Regions from separate parts of the Gossypium hirsutum genome. Here regions 2, 3 and 4 are each linked to region 1. The links are chromatin contacts, called in public Hi-C maps. All regions are on one chromosome and are shown on one strand. The core of a region is the stretch at or near the end of the contact, and the rest is flanking DNA. Distances in the headings are between cores, read along the strand shown. Region 1 holds the start of LOC107899542 (omega-3 fatty acid desaturase, chloroplastic-like). Region 2 holds the start of LOC107903455 (PHD finger protein ALFIN-LIKE 1). Region 3 holds the start of LOC107899538 (protein MET1, chloroplastic). Region 4 has its middle 19 kb from the start of LOC107899539.

What was found. A called contact is a pair of places that touch in the nucleus more often than the background predicts.
Region 2: a contact with region 1 is called in a Hi-C map of leaf, with 1.8 times the contacts expected there. The contact joins the promoter of LOC107903455 here to the promoter of LOC107899542 in region 1. A contact is called at or near these places in 5 of 34 Hi-C or Micro-C datasets (callus, hypocotyl and leaf).
Region 3: a contact with region 1 is called in a Hi-C map of leaf, with 2.2 times the contacts expected there. The contact joins the promoter of LOC107899538 here to the promoter of LOC107899542 in region 1. A contact is called at or near these places in 5 of 34 Hi-C or Micro-C datasets (hypocotyl, leaf, petal and 1 more).
Region 4: a contact with region 1 is called in a Hi-C map of leaf, with 2.3 times the contacts expected there. The contact joins the enhancer-like site here to the promoter of LOC107899542 in region 1. A contact is called at or near these places in 11 of 34 Hi-C or Micro-C datasets (anther, fibers, hypocotyl and 2 more).

What each region holds. Positions count from the first base shown.
Region 1 is chrD04:48,550,661-48,553,885 of Gossypium_hirsutum_v2.1, forward strand. LOC107899542 (omega-3 fatty acid desaturase, chloroplastic-like) reads right to left here and starts at 1,867. Exons shown (of 8, transcript NM_001326876.1): 1 at 1,362-1,867; 2 at 1,163-1,252; 3 at 1,002-1,068; 4 at 807-899; 5 at 540-725; 6 at 376-456; 7 at 145-282; 8 at 1-47. The coding sequence starts at 1,867.
Region 2 is chrD04:48,383,470-48,387,149 of Gossypium_hirsutum_v2.1, forward strand. It overlaps LOC107903455 (PHD finger protein ALFIN-LIKE 1), which reads left to right and starts at 1,430. Exons shown (of 5, transcript XM_016829503.2): 1 at 1,430-1,688; 2 at 1,757-1,789; 3 at 1,975-2,197; 4 at 2,600-2,720; 5 at 2,899-3,313. The coding sequence starts at 1,604. The coding sequence ends at 3,150.
Region 3 is chrD04:48,346,182-48,349,535 of Gossypium_hirsutum_v2.1, forward strand. It overlaps LOC107899538 (protein MET1, chloroplastic), which reads right to left and starts at 1,964. Exons shown (of 7, transcript XM_016825285.2): 1 at 1-1,964. The coding sequence starts at 146.
Region 4 is chrD04:48,410,278-48,413,912 of Gossypium_hirsutum_v2.1, forward strand. No RefSeq gene overlaps it. Among protein-coding and RNA genes, the nearest start is that of LOC107899539, 19 kb to the left of the region's middle. Within about 2 kb of position 2,089, at least 2 of the 9 cell types and tissues checked have an H3K27ac peak or open chromatin away from gene starts, as enhancers often do. A contact at or near this core is called in hypocotyl and leaf, where this site is marked.

The DNA.
Region 1 (3,225 bases), core at 617-3,116:
TCCGGCTCTCGATAGTATTTTCCGAGAACTGGCCTCGCTGCCTCAGTCTATGACACAACATTATACCAACATAACAATTAGAAAACCAATGAAATAAGACAACATCAAAGTGGAAAAAAAAAAGAGATACGTAAAGGTACTAACCGCCTCTACTAAATGGTAATGTGGGATTTGTGGAAACAAATGGTGTATGACATGGGTTCCAATATCATGGTGGATGTTGTTGATCCATCCATAGTCACGGTCAAGTGTTGTAAGACCTCCCCTTAAGTAACTCCATTCCTATCCATATTTATTATTTTATTTGTAAGTTTCCATATGAATTTCAACATAGGCGCCTTAGCATATTAAATTAGACCAACAAATTTCATATACCTTCCCACGGTACCAAGGAAGCTTCTCTTCATGACCATGGTGATGCAAGTATGTAACCCCATCCAGCCACATCACGAAAATCTAAACATCAAACCAAAGACGAGTCAAATCATATTTTCTACTTCCCGATATCGTTTCCTTGAAAGAAGAAACTTGAAACCTACCCAATATGGAATGCCATATAGCTTAAGCAACTGCATAGGACCCATTGTGAAACCCAAGCCAACAAGAATAGCAGCCATGGCTGTCCAAGATAGAGTGGAAGTAATCACATCTTTTCTTTCAGTCGGGACAAACAAATCACTGCTGGGGTCGAAGTGCGAACCACTCTTTCCTGGACTTCTGTTCCACTGCAATTTAAAGTGAAATCAACCATTAATTTCTCAACATATAGGAATCATCAAAAATTTAATAACAACGAAAACACTTACAAGGTAGAAAGGGAATGCAAGCATGGGAAAAGGCAATATGAACCGCAATGTTCGTGTTAGAGTATCTAAACTCCTGTATATCTTCTCAGACAACTGCAATTGAATTGACAAAAGTGTTTACAATTTAGACCAAAGGCCATGATTCATCATTCTCAATATAAGGGAAAAGAAAGAAGATGAGAGAAATTAACTCACCGGGTGCCATGATTCATCATTCTCAACATGACCATGGTTTTGATGGTGAGTCCTGTGGCTAATTCTCCTGTAAAGTTCAATCATAATGGAAATGAATTCAATTTAAACTTTTCATATACAAATGGGGAAGAGATGAACCTTTCAAAAAATACTAGGCATACCATCCATGGTAAGGCACAAGAATGGAAGAATGCAAGAGATGCCCCACTACACTGTTTAACTTGGGATCGTTTGAAAAGCTACCATGGCCGCTGCACAATGAAATGAAACAAAATCCATGAAACATATTAAGACAGTCAGATCTAATAACAGAGGAGGTTGCAACTCGCAAATGCAATTCAAAAAAAAAAAAAAGTTTACCAGTCATGACCAAGAACAAAAAGAGCCCAAAACATGGTTCCTTGTGCAGCCCAGTAAAGAGGCCAAACAATCCAGTTGTTAACATAGACCGCAGCAGCCGCAAGGCCTAACACCACAGCGACATCCCTCACCACGTAGCTCATAGATTTCCATGGATCCTTCACCCAACAATGCTTCGGTATGGCCGCTCTTATATCAGCCAGCTTAAACGGCGGAGGCGCCCCAGGGTCGAACCCTGCCTCTTGTTCTTGTTCCTCAAATCCATTAATACCATGGTTTCTCTCTTTCCTTCCCTCATCTTCTTCAACGGATGCAACTCTAAATGGGGCACTCACGTTTAGACCCCAGTTCCTGGATTTGATTGGATTTAACGTTTTTAGACCTGGGAAATTCTTGTTTTTGGTTAAAAATCTGGATTTTGAAGAACTCGTCGAGATAACACCAGCGGCGGGTCTATCGTAGATACAAGGAAGAGGCTTTAAACCAGATATAACGAAACCCGCCATTGAAGACTCTGATAAAAAGAAAAACTCAACCACCGGTTTGCTTTCAGAAAAGAATAAAATAAAGGGAAAAAATATGTAAGTACAAGTAAAAATCTTTGGTTACACGACAACGTCAAAGATCCTGCCTTTTTAATGCTGTTCCTCCTCACAGAATAACAGAAAATAAAAAGGGGTGAGATAGAAGGATGCTATAGTGAGAAAGAAAGAGAGATGGGCAAACACTGAGAGGATCGCGGCTAAACGAAGAAGGGAGGAGGGGGATTTTATATTTAAGGTTGCCGGGCTGCGGAGAGGCTGTTCAGAGTCAGAGACATTTTTTTTTTCAATATATAATGGGAGGTATGTATGGAATAAAGTTACCGAGTACTCTCAACTCGATTTCCAGTCCCTGTCATTGGAGCGTGTATTTCACTTTTTCAAGGGATAAGGCAGCCGCTATTACTGGCGCAACCGGTAGGGCGGGCGTTTTCTTCTCCTTCCAATCTCACTTCCCCCTTTTTTTTCTTTTAAATATTTTATTATTTGATTTTAAATTCAATTTTAAATCATTTTTTATACTATAAATATTTTTATTCATAATTATTCTTCAATTTTTACATAAAAATATATTTAAATATGTTTAAATTCATCTACTTTCAATTATTATAATAGTCAATCCAATCAATAAAATTAAGACTCAATCTATTTGAAATATTTTCTTTTATCTTATTTTGAATCTTTTGATCTAAAAAATTTTATGTGATATTTTATTTTATATTAAAATTTACCAAAATCAAATTAAATGCGTTTATTATAAACTTAAAATATTGTAATCTCATGATGTATTTATTATGTGAGTGAAATAAAATAATGTAATATAAATTTTTAAAAAAATTAATAAAAGCAATGATAATATTAAAGAATTTTTTTTAAGGTAAAAATATTATTGAGTTTTTTTTAACAATTTTATTATAGATTCTACTTATAACTTTTCTTTTTGACACAATATCTAAAATTATATATAATTCTTGCACAATCCATAAACAAGAGGGTAATGCGCTCCATTTTTATAATAACATTTTGTTTTTGGTTATATCTCAATTATTTTAGATGTTATTTGACATTTTAATTTATATTTTTTTATTTTGCATTTTAGTCCTTCATTTTTTTTAACATTTCACGAAGTCAATTTTTAAACCAAAAAAAACTTTAATATTGTAAATGATAATACAATGTTGATAGAAATAAATAGATTGAAAATTTTCTCCATTTTAAGTGGTAAGGAATTACTTATCTACTTAATTTATTAAAAAAATATTTATTTACTTATCATTTTTTATTTTTTATATAAAATTAAACCATTAATATTGATTTAACTT
Region 2 (3,680 bases), core at 180-2,679, 170 kb before region 1:
ATACTCAAATAGTTGTAAGATCACTAGATCTAAGTAAAGACTCCTTTCATCCTTATGAAAATACCGAAGAGCTACTTGGTCTTAAAGTATCATATCTTGGTGCTAAAAGGGCATAAATGTATCTTGCAAACAACACACAATTTGATACAACATTTGTTGTAAGTTTGTATGTTTATCTTTTCTCTAATACACAAGCATTAGAATGGAATTAAGGATATATTTAAATATCTCATAGGACAATTGGTATAGGCTTGTTTTATTCAAATGATTCAAAGTCTCAATAAGTTGGCTTTATAGATGTTGGATGTTTATCATATTAGCATAGAGATTGATATCAAATGGGATATTTATTTACATGTGACGGTATAATCATATCATGACATTCAATAAAACAAATATTAGTTATTGTCTCTTCAAATCATGTAAAATTAATTGCAATGCATACGGCAGACCAAGAATGTGTTTGGCCATGACTTTTGATTTAATATATCTAGAAGATATGTAATTTACCTCTACAAAAAAAGGATGTCAACTATATTATTTGAAGATAATGCAACATATATAGCTTAATGAAGGAGGATACATCAAACGAGACAAAACGACACATATTTCACCAAAATTATCATTCACTCAAAATATTAAAAGAAAGGTGATATAGAAGTTGATAAATTCACTATAATAATATTTGACAGATTTATTCTTCAAGGCATTACCAACTGCAACATTTGAAAAGTTAATTTATAAAATTAGAATGTGTCAACTCAAAATTGTTAAGTGGCGCCAACTTTCATGTCATCAACTTATCATATTATCCATCACATCAACACAAAGTTAATAGCATTAGGGCTTTCACGGAAGTGTATAATTTGAGGACTTAATTGATTACTTGTTTTTTCTATGATGGGCTCACTTGTAGGCTCAATTGATTATTAAATTACTTATAACGGTTTTTCATTATATTAAGCATTGAAATTTTAAACTAAAGTATAGTTCCAAACAAATATTTTTCAATCTAACTATCAACTTTAGCGGCAATTGCCGGCTTAGGTAAGAAGTACTTAAAATACTATACATGGTTAGAAACAAACCATGTCAAATTCAAGGCATTTGACACCAAAACGGATGACTTGATTGATAAAATGAGTTGACTGAAATGAGATATTAATTTGAAGATTTAATTGAAAAGCTTTGAAGTTGAAGATCAATTTAAAAGTTAACATATGATTTAGAGACTTTTATTGAAAATAACCCAAATATAATTATAAATTGGATTGCACTCACCATTTATATTTAAAAAGAATTGTATATCCCTCCATTCAAATCATCATATTTATTACACAACAAAGATTTAAATAGAAAAAGCATATGATATAATCATATATTTCTTTGATATATATATTTAGAGGTTGTTATGAGGAGCCAATAAGGAGCTCCAACACGTGAAAGAAAGAGTGGCAGTAGCAAATTATGGTGACCCCCAGCTAACCTACTCATCTAAATACTAACGGAATCTATATTCAAAGAAAAGAGTACCAATGGCATATTGCTTGCCATTTGTATAACATAGAGAAAAAGAAATTTATTAGGCCATTAATTCCAATCCATGGCTTCCTCTGCTCGAACCGTTGAGGAAATCTTCAAAGATTACACTGCTCGAAGAACCGCCATCCTTCGTGCTTTAACTTTGGGTAATCCTTTCCTGTTTTTCCCTCTCTCTTTGTATCTCTTTAACGTTACCCTTCTTTTCTTCTCTCAGATGTAGATCACTTTTATGGACTCTGTGGTCCAGGTATTTCCAGATCTCATCAACTTGTTTTGTCTTTGCATGTCCATTTTTCTCAATTTCCTCTTTAATTCACGTTACTCATATATAGAAAGAATTTCTGGATACATCAAATTGTAATAATAATAGCAATGAAGTTACTGGAGATTCAAGTTGTTTGATTTACAAAAGCTTTTTTGTTTGGGTTATAGATAGAGAGAATTTATGCCTTTATGGGCATCCGAATGAAAGCTGGGAAGTTAGTCTGCCAGCAGAAGAAGTTCCAGCAGAGCTTCCTGAGCCCGCCCTTGGTATCAATTTCGCTAGAGATGGAATGAACCGTAAAGATTGGTTGTCCTTGGTTGCTGTCCATAGTGATTCCTGGTTGATTTCCCTCGCTTTCTACCTTGCTGCTCGTCTTAACCGTAATGAAAGGTACTACTAACTTCGTTTCTGAGTTTTATTTTGTTCTCAATTTTGGTAGAAATCTATCAAGGAGGGATTCTTTCCCTTTTTCCCACTTCAAATCCGGTGTTTGTGTAATGATGGTTCCCAGGTTTCAGGGTTTAAGCTCTAATAACCATTATGCAATACAAGTTTAATAGCTATTCATAAGTATGATAGGTCCTACACATATGAATGATGATTAGTGTATTGAAAAAGTAATGGAGAGGGTCTCAACCCAGTTTTTAGATTATGCAAGACTGGAAAGCAATTGCACAAGTAGTTTCTTGTTACTTGATATATACATGCATAAGTCTCGTGCCTAATGTTTCATAAGCTTCCTGTTTATAGAATATACAAATTATATTTGTTCATTATGATTTCGCTTTACAGGAAACGTCTATTTAGTATGATGAACGATCTGCCTACAGTCTTTGAGGTTGTAACTGAAAGGAAACCTGTTAAAGATAAACCAAGTATAGAGAGTGGGAGCAAATCTCAGGGCAGCACTAAGGTTAATCACTGAAAAAACTTTCTTTCGGGCCTGATTAGTGCAAATTTTGGATTAATTGAGGCATGGATAGCATGATAGCAAGCCTAATATTCCCTACAAGAAAGAAAGATTTTCTTGTGATGCAGGGTGCTTGATCATTTAGTATTTTCTGTTTCCAACTGTGTTCTTCATTTTCTAGAGATCGAGTGATGGACAAGTGAAAAGCAATCCTAAGATTGCTGATGCGGATTACGAGGATAATGAAGATGAACACGGAGAAACACTATGCGGTAGCTGCGGTGGAAATTTCAATGCGGATGAGTTTTGGATTGGGTGTGATGTTTGTGAGAGGTGGTTCCATGGAAAATGTGTTAAAATAACACCAGCTAAAGCTGAGAGCATTAAGCAGTATAAATGCCCATCTTGCAGCATGAGGAGCGGCAGGCACTGATAGTCGGAAATGGTAAGAACAGGACATGATCCATCTCAATGGCTGACAAAGTAGTATAGCAAATACTCGTGTTAGGTAACTAATGTTTGAAGTTTATATCATCAAAATGTAAGTTTATGATAGATGATTTGAAGTCAATGGAAGTTCTACTTCCTTACTGATACCTTTATTTGCATTCAACTCATTAGAATTTGTTAATTTGTAGCAATTTGTCCGTACGCTGGCACATTGAGGTGGTCTTTTAGACCTAAGAGATCGATTGAATTTAAAACGTTCTGAAGTTCTACTCTTAAATAATTACGACAATTTAGGACATCCTTTGATCCTATCAATATGTTCTTAGAGCTTATCGTCAACTCGACCTATTATCGGTCCAACCTCTTTATAACCTCCCACAGACAAGTACCACAAGGCAAATGCTCTTTATAATCTCCCTCAAATAAGTACCACAAAGCAAATGGTCGAGAGCTATAATAGAACGCCATCCTAGTTGCCCCGATGGCTTTAGCTAAAGAACGCTTGAGATGGAC
Region 3 (3,354 bases), core at 714-3,213, 200 kb before region 1:
CCACTGCAGAAAGACGCTGAACACTTGCTGTTAAATCTAACTCCTACATGCCTGGTTGAAGAAAGGAGAGGTTGAGTGGCTCTGTGTAAGGGTGAGCAAGTGTTAGAGCAGAGATAGGAGGGATAAGTGGTGGGAGCCAAAGCCATGGTTGTATTGCTATTTGCTACGCTAACAAAACAGAAGGTTTTTTAACTTTTGAGTGGCTCTGGTAACAGTGAGCAAGTGTTAGAGCAGGGATAGGAGGGATAAGTGGTGGGAGCCAATGCCATGGTTGTATCACAGGAATGATATGATTGGTCGGAAACCAGATGTGGATTGGATTCGTTAATTTTCTATTGAACCAAATGAAAACACGTGGCACTCCCAGATCCAGCAATTTCTTCCCATACGTATAAAAAAGGAAAGAGATTTACAGTATATTTCACTATCCAAACCAAAGAGAAAGAAACTCCCACATTCAAGAATGGAAAAAGAACAGACTTTTATAGAAGTATTGTATCAGGTCGAAAAAAAGGAAAAGCCAAAGAAGAAATATAGCAGGGGGGCAGTGTGAGAGTTTATGAATTCTCCTTTCCAAGAATTGGCAGAGCGAAAGAGAGGGGTTTTATATGGTTCCTGAAATAATTGCCACAGTAAAACTTACCTACTTTAATGCAGCCACCTATGTTCTCAGCTGAAAAACAATATATATATATATGAAAAAGAAATCAGCGCAGTGCATCACCCAAAGACGGGGAGACCTTAAAAGAAGGGACAAGAAAAATATCTCTCTCCTCCACTTATATCACTCAATGGTCTACACAGCTATTGAACAAAAGATAATAATTTCATTCATAACAGAGAATTACAAGAGGATTTTGAGATAATCAGGAATAGAGAAATTCCAAAAAGGGGATAAGAGCCTAACTTAGTTCTCTTTACCACCCAGTCAGCTACTCTATTTCTTGATCTCAGTACATTATTGTTGGAATAAATTTTCCTGTAAATTAAAAAAAACAAAAATAAATATTAGCAGAAGAAAAAATAGAAATACTTGTTGGTAAAGTTAATTTTTTTTATTGAGGGGAAGTGTTGTTTAAATACATGCAAAAAATAATAACCACACCCTAGAATCAAGACACTACCGGATTTCATGATCAACAAACTTAAATAAAAAACAGTAAAATTTGTTTTGACCAAATCTTGCAGCAGTTGAAGCACAACTTCAACACTCCTCCTTGCTTTGGTTGCTGCAAACTTCAAGTTTCTCAAACTTGTTTCTTGGCAAGGGTTTTGTAAATATATCAACTAGTTGAAATTCAAATTTGCAGTACTTTAAACCAACTAAACCTTCCTTCTGCACTTCTCTAAGAGAAAATAATTTGATATTGAAGTGTCTCGTTTTCCGATGAAAAACAAGATTGTTAGAGATAGAAATTGAAGCTTGATTATCAACGAACACTTCTATGCATCCTTCTTGTTTCAGATTCAAATCCACTAAAACTTTTCTTAACCACAAAGCTTGATTGATAGCAACTAGCTGTAATAAATTCAGCTTCTGTTGTAGATTGTGACACCGTATTATGCTTTTTGCAGCACCATGAGAACACCCGAATCAAACTTGAAACAGTAACCTGAAGTGCTTTTCATATTATCAAGTGAACCTCCCTAATCACTATCTTGATTTGCACAAAATCTGGTTCCATAATCCAATGTTCCTCTCACATATCTAAGGACTCTTTTAGCAATTGTAAGATGTGTTTCAATTGCACAATTCATAAATCTGGATAATAGACTTATAGAATGTAAGATATGAAGTCTTGTATTCGTTAGATACATCAGGCAATCAACTAAACTTCTGTAGAAGGTTTCATCGACTTTTTCAGCTTCATCTTCTTTGCTCAACTTCTCCTTTTAACACATTGGAGTATCTACACTCTTGCATCCATCCATTCTGGATTTTTTCAGAATTTCCTTAGCATACTTCTTCTAACCAATGAACACTTCTTCATTTTTCTGCTTTATTTCCATTCCTAGAATGTAAGTCATTTCTCCCAAATCCGTCATCTCGAAAGTTTGATCCATATCTTCTTTGAACTTTCTTACAAGTTCTTTATTACTTTTTGTGACCAACAAATCATACACATATAAGGAAACAATAATAAAATTGATTTCATTACCTTTTATGTAAAGGGTAACTTCATTGAGACTTCTTTTGAAATCCAATTGCATTAAGTGTTTATCAATTCTGTTGTACCACACTCTTGGCACCTGTTTCAGGCCATACAAGGCTTTCTTGAACAAGTACACATCATCTTCTTGCCCTTTCACAACAAAACCATCAGGTTGCTCAACATAAATCTCTTTCTCCAAGAAGCCATTCAAGAATGTTGCTTTAACATCAAGTTGATAGCCTTTTCAGCCCTTTTGTGCAGCTACAGGAGCAAAACTATTAGAAAATCAACACAAAAAATCTGAGCATACCCTTTTACAAAAAGCTTAGCTTTATGCTTGTTGATTGAGACATCAAGATTCAGCTTGGTTCTAAATACACAGTTCACTCCAATCACTTTTCTATCTATAGATATTTTTACGAACTTCCATATTTTATTTTATACGATCATCATAAGCTCCTCCTTCAGTGTTGTAATCCATTTTGGATCCTTCTCAACCACCTAGTAATATATTGGTTCGAGTACAACCACATTGCATCTTTGGTAAATATCAAAAAGTGACCTTATACCTCTAACGGGCATATCATCAACCAACTCATCTTCCTTGAGTTGCAATTCTGAAACTTGGTTAGGTACCATAGCTACTTGTTTTCCTACCCAATTCTACTCATCATTCTTCTTGAAATGAACATCTCTGCTTAACAAAACTTTCTTAGTGTTTGGTTGGAAAATTTTGTAAGCTTTTGAGATTCTATTGTAGCCAACAAAGATCCCTACTTTCACCTTTTTAGCTAATTTATCCATTTTGATCTGAGGAACATAAACAAAGCACAAGCATCTGAATACTTTGAGATTTTTCAGAGAAGTTTTAAAACCATACTAGACTTCATATAGAGTTATTCTTGCAACAGCTTTGTAGGAAGCCTATTGAGAAAGAAAATTACAGTGTACGCCACTTCTACCCAATATTCCCTTGGAAATTCTTCTCAGACATCAAACATCTAGCCATCTTTATTATGGTACAATTCTTTCTCTCGCTGACTCCATTTTGTTGTGGAGTGTTTGGAGCAACGACTTGATATTCAATCCCCGTTTCATCGCAGAAAATATTAAATTGATTAGAGGTATACTCCTTGCCATTATCAAATCTCAAAGCTTGAATTTTGTGTCCACTTTGTGTTTCAATCCATTGCTTGAATTG
Region 4 (3,635 bases), core at 839-3,338, 140 kb before region 1:
CTTTTCAAAAACACTTTTCAAAAGTATTGCTAAAGTAGCCCTTCAGTCGAAAATCATACGAGTGAGTTATATTATAGTGAGGTAAATGAGGTGTCATGCGGGTATAGATATGGGAAGAAGCCATTCGTGAGGGTGAAGCTAAGGACAAATTGATTGAAGCTATTGGGTGTTGGGGAACTTTTACTCTTCTCAATAACAATTATATATGTATAGTGTTGGCATTTAGCGGAACAAGTTACATAAAATTTCGTATTTAATATATGGGGGAACCATACAAAAAATTCAGCATCGATCTCATCATTATCTTGGTCTCATTATTTTTAATAACCACGTTAAAATTAATTTAAACAAACTTACGACATCCAAGACAAAATGGGACAGCTTTTGGGTCGGGATTTGACTAGGTTTTTCCCTTCTTTTTTCTTTGCTTTAATTTTTGAAAGGAAACTGAAAGGGTACATTGAAATATTGGGAGACGACTATTTCAAATTTTCAATCTCTATGAAATGGGTATTTTGAATATGTCAACTCATGTCTTGTATCACACATCATAGATTAAAGTTTGTGATCATTATACATGTAATGTCATATGGAGATTAATTGATTAAATATAATTTATTTAATTGATTTGAATTGATTTGATTCGTAGAATATGTAAAGAAGTTCATTTATTTAAAGTTTTGGTGGTTCAATGAAACACTCAAATAAAATTAGAGTTATAGGAGAAATATGTAAAGTAATCTTAGGAGATCTTGAAAAATTTCTTTAAGAATCTCAATTTGTAGATTAGCTTTGATTCCGACCGTGGATGTACTTTAAACTATATCATTAGATCTGGAGGAGTTCAAGTATAAATAAAAAAATTTCCTTTCATTTGTAATCCTTCTATTTACAGTTATTGAATATATTTGAGAGTATTTATTCAAATACTTTATTTGCATTACTTTCTTGTAACTTTTCTGTTTGATTTGTATTTCTTTATCTTTTATGTTTGTTTACGTTTTATTTCAATGCCGTAATTTTTTTATTTATAAATTCTCATCTTTCGAGAGTAAAATTAATTTAAACAAATTTAAAATAAAAAAATCGTTTGAAGTTACATAATTTACGAAACTTAAGTTCTAATCTCGTAACACTTGCATCAGCATCATTTATAATTATTATATTACAATCAAAATAAAAAATTTAGGGATGGTAAATGGGTTAAATTATAGATATATATATTTTCGGACCCAGGGTAACTATGTTTCCTAACAATCGTTTTACCACCTTCCACTTCTTCACTCGAGCATTTATTTTTTGTTTTACTATACACACCTTTGTTTTGTTTGACAGATATTCTCCTCGACCATCTTAAATAGAAGTGCATCAACCATTTTGATGAAGCAAACTGACATAAGGAAGCTCAGTTTAAGAATTCTGGAGCAGATAAAATTGCAAGTAAACTTCATTCAAGGACTATATTGTAAACCATAGATTCACTATTGATTTTCTTTTCAACTTATTAAATCACTAGTTCAACTATTACAAAATAAGATTTTTAAAAAGATTTTTATTTTCAATTTATAGCACGATGTGGGTGAAAAATAAAATTATACTAAAAAATATATTTATAAAAAATAAGATTTTGTTTGAAATGGTTAAGAAAAAATGTTAAAAATTATAGTGTTTTAGGTTTAAATCCTATTATGTGCGCATATTTTTCTATAAAATGTAAATAAAAAACACTCCCCAAAACAATATAATATACTTTATAAAATAATGATATTTTAGCTATTACCTACATAAGTTGATACTTAGTTGACTCGTCACACCAACTCAATTAAGGACTTAATGTATAGCATATATAGCAAAAATAAAATTAGCTTTTTAAGTCCAATTCACATAGTTTTTGACATTTTTTATCTAATTCAATCAGTTTAGTTGATTTTACATCAATTCAAGATTTAATAAAGTTTGACAATCATGAAAGAGAAAAAATGATGTGATGATGATGAAAAGTTGGGTTGATTTGGTTTAGTTGAGGGCAAATGGCCCAAAAGGACGAAAAAGAAGTCTATAATTTGAATTTATTGGGCATGGGTGGTGGTGTTGAATCCCATTACCATATCCCCAAGTGGACTTTCCATATATAAGAAAAGCTTTATTTCATGCATTAAACTTGACCCATTTGAATTAACTTTATATTCTCTTTTGAGTTTTGACCAACCATCTGTGTTCATGAAATTTCCTCATTATACTTTATTTTTCAAATTGCTCTATATTTCTCATTTTTAATAATTAAATATATAAAATAAAAACCAATAGCTTCCCCACCACATGCATACCTATATATATGCACACTTTAAACATTTATATTCAAATCATATTACATAATTTTAATTTTAAAATTTTCGGTAACAATTAGGTAATGAATTTTTTTTCTAAAAATATGATTAAAAGATCAAAATAAAAATATTTTTTTGGGTCAAAATCTGTTGTCGGTCTCTATACTTCATTAAAATTTGAGATTCAATCTCTATATTTTAATTTTCAAAATTAGATCTTTTTATTTTTACGATTTAAAAATCATAATCCAATCATAACATTATTAATATCTTTCATAAATAAATTGTCAATTTAACATGTTTGTTTTCTGTTAACTACATGCCTCATCATATGAAAACAGTTTAGTCAGCATGCCAAGTTAGAACCTTAAGAAAAGAATACTACCAATGTTTATGACTAATATACCAGAAAATGCCCATTTTTAAAAAAAAATTACAGAAATGGGCCACTTTTATTTAAAATAATGAAAATGAGCTGAAAATACAAAAACGCGCCGAGCTAGTGACATTTTCAAGGGAAAATCAGAAAAACGCGTCCAACTCAACACTTTTTTCCCTCCTGACCAATAAAACGCGTCCAGGTCAACGCGTTCCCCCCCAACGGTCACTTTCAACTGCTATTTTAAATAGCCGTTGCCCCCCAACACCTTCTTCTCACTCACATTCCTTACAATTCTCTTTTAATTCTCTCTTAAAAAATCTTTCAAATTTCTCAATGAACTCTAAAAAATCTCTCAAAATCTCTCTTAAATTTTTCCCTAAATTCTATGTTTATCTAAATTCTATTTATTATTATTTATTAATATTTTTAATAAATAAATTTTTATTAAAAATTTGTTTGCATTTAATATAATTTAGCAATGGTCGGGTCTCTAATCCATCTTGATAACAAGCACATCTCCGTCAACCAAATGCAAATGGTAAGAATAAATTTTAATAAATTTTAATATTGTTTAATTTTTTATTTCATTGTTATATTTTAACTTAATATTTTTTATAATTTTTACGTAAATAGGCGGAAGATTGAATTTTACAATGTCATATTCGTAATCTACCCGGTCCTCCATCACCATTGATCAAAACATAATTGAGGGAAGTCGATTTTTGGTACGTAGCCTTTGTAGCCGGGGGTGTAAGTTGGACCCGAAACTTATAAGCGCGTTGGTGGAGAGGTAGAGACCCGAGACACACACATTCTATCTTTCATGCGGCAAGTGTACTATCACTCTAGAGGACGTACATTTATAGTTGGGGTTATCCGTGGACGAGTTAGTAGTCACCGGGTCTATTCAGTCTGCTGATTGAGGA